2 separate regions of the Hordeum vulgare genome follow, and region 1 is linked to region 2. A link is a contact called in public Hi-C data. All regions are on one chromosome and are shown on one strand. The core of a region is the stretch at or near the end of the contact, and the rest is flanking DNA. Distances in the headings are between cores, read along the strand shown. Region 1 holds the start of LOC123395717 (ubiquitin-activating enzyme E1 2). Region 2 holds the start of LOC123398437 (protein trichome birefringence-like 34).

Region 1 (2,700 bases), core at 110-2,609, 830 kb after region 2:
ATTTCGAAATTTCAAAAGTGGTGAATTGTAAAAACTGTTCGCAAAATTATAAAATGTATGTGAATTCAATTTTTTTAGGAAATCATAAAAGTTTTGTGGATTCAAACAATACTTGTGTATTTGTAAAATAATCACGATTTGAAAAAATAGTCGGGAAATGATCATGCTCATGATTTTGAAAAAATGATCGTGCGTTCAAAACATATTTGGGATCTGAAATAAGTGTCCATCTAATTTAGAAAATGTACACAAAAAGAGAAAACACATTTTTTAAAATTTGTTCCCTGACTTTTAAAGGTTGAGTGATATAAAAAAATGTTTGCTGAGTCAAAAAATGCTCATAAACTTGAGAAAAATTTATGCATTTCAGAAAATCTTCGTAAACAAAACTGATGTTCGTGATTTTTTTTGTGAAAATCCAAAATTTCAAAAAATGACGATTTAAAAGCTACTCCCTCCATCCCAATTTTTTTTCCTTAGATTTGTCTAGAAATGATTGTATCAAAATACTAAAACATGACTAGATACATTCATATTTAGAAAAATGTAAGACGAGAATTTTGGGACGGAGGGAGTATTAACCAATTCAAAGTCTTCTATGTCTAGGATTTGATTAGATTTTCTAAAGTCTTTATATGTATAGACGTGGGAGTAGTTCGTGGTCGATGAGATTTGTTTTTAAACTTTTAAATATTTGCTTACGCAACATAATGACAAGTGTGACATGTAGTGGCAAGCTCATTACCTTAGAATTTAGCATGTTGGATGTATTGTGATCACGTAAACATCGTGACCATCATCAATGAGGGTGGGAGAGAAAGTTAAGTGGCAACATGATGAGCCACCATGTTAAAAGAGCGGATGTTCATACGTGAGGATATTGAATCAATCCTAAAAAACGCTTATATGGCTATAGCACATAATATTTTTTGTCTCCGTTGCAACGCACGGGCATATTTGCTAGTTTTATACTAAATCAATAACATTTATTTTGGGACAAGTGAGTACAATTTTTTTTTGCATCCAGTAGCTTGTTTGAGGCCCCTCCGTATATGCTTTGCCGTGGTCATCCAAAACTGGCGTGAACCTCGAAATCCCAGGACACCTCAACGCGTTTTACGACACGGTAGTTCGTTGTAGAAACATTAATTAAAGTACAAAGTGCGGGTCCGACCTTGAGAACAATTGGGGCCACTTGTAAGTTGACCTTTCGGCCCACCTCGCAGCCTCCTCGTTCTTTCCAGAGAGGACAGGTGCTCCTTCGTTTCCCCGCCAGCAAGAAAAGCACACGCGCAATCCCGTCCGACCGACACGTGGGACCCACCCGTCACCCCATCAACATATTAGCTAGCCGCCTCCAGCAACAACCGCCGAGATTTTGCAATCCGGTCCTCCAGTCCCAGCCCAGAAACCCTAGACGGACCGTCCCTCGCCTGCTTCCTTCCCCGACGCGACAGGCGAATCCAAGGTGAGTTCCGCCGGATCCGCCCTGCCTTACCCGCCCGCTTCCCCGCCCTCCCCGCCTCACGACGTGCCCGGCCGGTGCAGGTTTCGCGGCGGTCGCACGCGCTGGATCTGACGCGGCAGCTCCCGGCGGCCGTCTACTACTGCCTGCTCTTCGCTGCGTCGGCGGCCGTCCTCGGGCTCCTCGGCGGCGTCGCGCGCTATATGCTTCCCCGGAAGCGGGAGATCGTCGCCGGCGAGGTCGAGGACTTGCAGAAGAAAACCCGCGCCGGGGAGGGGGAGACGGCCAGGGAGGAAGGAGACGCAGCCATGGCACGGAGGGGGAACGAGATCGACGAGGACCTGCACAGTCGCCAGCTCGCCGTCTATGGCCGCGAGACCATGAAGCGCCTCTTCGGCTCCAACGTCCTCGTCTCTGGACTTCAGGGTCTCGGTGCCGAGATCGGTACGTGCAGCCCAGGCGCTCTTCTAATAGAGCTGCTTTTTTACTCTTTTTTTATAATAATAATCTCTTTCCTTGATTTGATACCTTGTATACGTGGGAAGTATGTTAGCTTCAAAAAAGGAAATTAGTAATTCCTTTTCACCCATTGCTCGATCTCATGTAGCTCAGCGACCTAGGGATTCCTATTATGCTTCTCGTAAACAAATTTGCTGCTCGTCATTGCTATCTTGAGCTGTTGGTTCTGCTCTGGCTCAGCTGATGTTGTTGCTAGACCAAACACACTGATCGGGATTGCCCTCTTAGCTAGATGGGCTCTTATTATCATGTCTTGTATGATTTGAGCTCAAACCACCAAGCCAGAACTTATCTGTACCTAGTTTTGTAACTAGTGCTGTTTATCACAAGGTAGATGCACTGGCAAGTACTCCCTCTGTAAACTAATGTAAGATCTTTTAGATCACTAAATTACAGATCTAAAACATATTATATTAGTTTACATAGGGAGTACTACCTAAACCATCATACCAAAACTTTTATGCGTGTGTTGAAATGAGCGTCTTTTGTGTTACCCTATCAGTGCCCCTTTAATCCTTAATTACACAATGCCATTATGATGGGAGAACTTCTGCACTGCACCGCACTGCACATAGTTAGGATCTTGGCAGTCGGTAAGAACTGAACTTTTAAAACTTGAGGAGGTTTTGACAGACTGAAATTAAGCTTTAGGCTTACAATTGATTTAATACCCATGTATTCCTGCAGCAAAGAACCTTGTCCTCGCGGGTGTCAAG
Region 2 (2,854 bases), core at 233-2,732:
GTCATCTTATCTTGAGATGCTCCTTTGCGAAGACAGTTTGGCACAGAATGGCATCCAAATACCCCAAGGTAGCAGCAGTTGCACTCCAGGCCACTTCGATTAATGATTGGTGGGACAAAACCTTGCTGCTCAAGCGAAAAAGGAGGGGGTAGATGAATGTGTGGCAGCGACCTATGTGGCCTGGAACATTTGGAAGGAGAGGAACAGGCGTATCTTTCGGAATGAGCAGAAGTCAGTTGAGGGGGTTTGCTTGCTCATTAGAGATGATTTAGGCCTCCTTATGGAGGCCAGGGAGTAGTCTTGTGAGACATGTACAGCCGGGCTGTTTTGTGCAGCATCGGACCACTTTCTTTCGATTTTCTTGCTGAGGTTATCTCAGTCTGTACAGCTTTCCCTCTACTTTAATGAAAAGGCAGAGCACCTGCCGTTCCGGTCAAAAAAAAAATGCATCCTTTGGTTTCAGGCTTTCAGCTAGAGACCAAGCAGCTACTAAGCTTTTAGTTCCCTTATATATTCCAGAAAGAGTTCAATTTCGAAATTTTGCAACAGTGACAGAGCATATACGTAGTACAGTGCGGTATTTTTGGTTGGCATGCATAAACAAAATTTCGAAGTAGAGCGGCTGGAAACTAGACTCTCAACTTATTCATTCAAGAAAAAGAAACATGAATGTATGTAACAAAACCAGACATACCTTGGAAGATCACATCCATCGGGCTGCCATCTCCAATGCTGGTACCTGGTATCATTCCGGCCGTACTTCTCGCAGGCGACCTCGTCGAAGATGAAGGAGCAGTTGAGGCCGGAGTAGAGCGGCTGGGAGGCGTTGTCGTACACCCACCGTCCCAAGGACCAGTTGCACTCCTCCCCGGAGCCCCTCACGGCCTCGCCCATGAGCTCGTCCGTCCACTGCACCTGCGCGTCGCGGCGCCCCGCCGCGGCCACCTTCACCTCCTGGTGCCGGTGCTGGACCGCCAGCTGCACCTGCGACTCGTGGCCGCGGTCGAAGAGCAGGGAGACGGAGCTGACGACGATGAAGAAGGCGACGAGGGAGCTCACCACGCCCCGCAGGCCGAGCACAGGAGACGGGGAGGACGTCGCCGTCGCCATCTTGTTGTGGGTGGCCTGCTCCGGCTTCATTTTCTCTGGTGAATCGGCTGTGGCGCTGTGGTGAGTGATGTCCCCTCTTTTATTGTAATGTGGGCACTCCTTCCCAGGTCTAGTGTTGCACAAGCAAACGTGAACGCTGACCCTTGGGCTAACCTTCATCATCATCGATCACCCTGCCCTGACCGCCTGCCTGCAATGCAACCTCTTGTAAGCCAACTCGGGCATATAAGAAAGAATGTGCAGCAGGTTTGGTACTGAAAGTTTGAGGCTGTTTGTAAGATTGTTCTACCCAGCTCTGGATTTGCAGATGATTTTATATGTCAGGCTCATGCTCATTCCATGCATGTGATCTGCCTAGCTAGGTCCATAATGTAAGGCTAGTTTTGTTTAATAAAAGCAAAGGGGGGTAAAGGTACAAGTGCTGGTTTCTGGTGCCGACACTTCTGTCAATCCGATCCACCAGACCAGAGTCACACCAGCCATTGAAGAATAGTGGAGCTAGCCCAGCAAAAAAGCAAAATATATTTATGTTGTTGCGTTTGCGCGTGTCACTTTCAGAATATGATATTTAGAAATTAAGCAAACGGAAAGGTGATGGACGGAAAAGAAGTCTTTTGCATTAATTGCTTGGTTCCTTACCTAATTGGCCTTCAGAATAAGCTAATGTAAAGCCACTGGTACAGAGGCCCCTGAATGTGAAGTCCAGTAATGCTTGTTCCATCATTTCAAAATGGCAATCATAATTCACTACCAATTGATGTAGTAGTGCTAAACAACCTTAACCGGGACGGTCACATCACTATACATGTGTGTGTGTGTGTATATATATCAATGTATTCATCAATCCATGTTTATCTAGTACTTATATGTTACTGCTAACTACTACTACTACTTAAGTAGAGTATTTCTGATCAGTCAACACGTCTTAACGTGTGTTTGTGTGTGCATGCATGCGTCAAAGTTGTGATCTTCCTGAATGAATTAACTTATATATGCCGGCCGACCCTTTTCCAACACGGTGGTGCGTTGTCGATTAATCCGAGTGGCAAACACCACATGATCAATGATTTGCCTTTTTTCGGCCTTCATTTACATCTCTTTTCTGACAGAAGTAGCCGGGCATATCAATAATGTGATTGGTTGCGACATTATGACTATTTAATCTGCCGAAGGTACGTTACCTGGCTGGTCAGCTGCGAGCGAATGACAGATGATAAATCCTGATATGGTCTGCAGGTCTGGTGCTGAATCTTCAAATTGCATGCCCTACTCGGCGCCAACCAAACAGCCTCTCCCTTTTCCTCTGCAATCTCTTCTTTGAGCAAGCAAGCAAGCTAGCTAGCTAGCTAGCACAGTATGAAATGATCACTAGTGCCCCAGAGGCCGCATAAAGTGTTAGGTGGAAAGAATTCTATGCCCACACCTGCTTTGTTCGGTATCATGTCCCAATATAACCCTGTCCTAGCCGGTCAGTCACCCAGTCTACAATCTGCTCACTCCGTTTTCTCTGAGATTCTCCATGGCATGGCATGGCATGGCATGCAGCTGGTGGAGACATGAATGAAAGGCATGGCATGCAGCTGGTAGAGACTAGAGACATGAAAGGCATGACTGATGAGCACCAACAATATCCCATGGAAGATGGAACAATCTGACTTGCAGGAATGGACAAAGGGTACAATTACTACTGACCTGACCTGTACTGGAGGCTGTGTCAGTTGAGCGCGGCGGCGAGCCTTAGAAG

The links. A called contact is a pair of places that touch in the nucleus more often than the background predicts.
Region 1: a contact with region 2 is called in a Hi-C map of leaf, with 4 times the contacts expected there. The contact joins the promoter of LOC123395717 here to the promoter of LOC123398437 in region 2. A contact is called at or near these places in 2 of 6 Hi-C or Micro-C datasets (leaf and seedling).

Annotation. Positions count from the first base shown.
Region 1 is chr5H:331,489,993-331,492,692 of MorexV3_pseudomolecules_assembly, forward strand. LOC123395717 (ubiquitin-activating enzyme E1 2) reads left to right here and starts at 1,360. Exons shown (of 7, transcript XM_045090746.1): 1 at 1,360-1,468; 2 at 1,549-1,909; 3 at 2,672-2,700. The coding sequence starts at 1,669.
Region 2 is chr5H:330,659,543-330,662,396 of MorexV3_pseudomolecules_assembly, forward strand. It overlaps LOC123398437 (protein trichome birefringence-like 34), which reads right to left and starts at 1,483. Exons shown (of 6, transcript XM_045092907.1): 1 at 1,400-1,483; 2 at 695-1,300. The coding sequence starts at 1,275.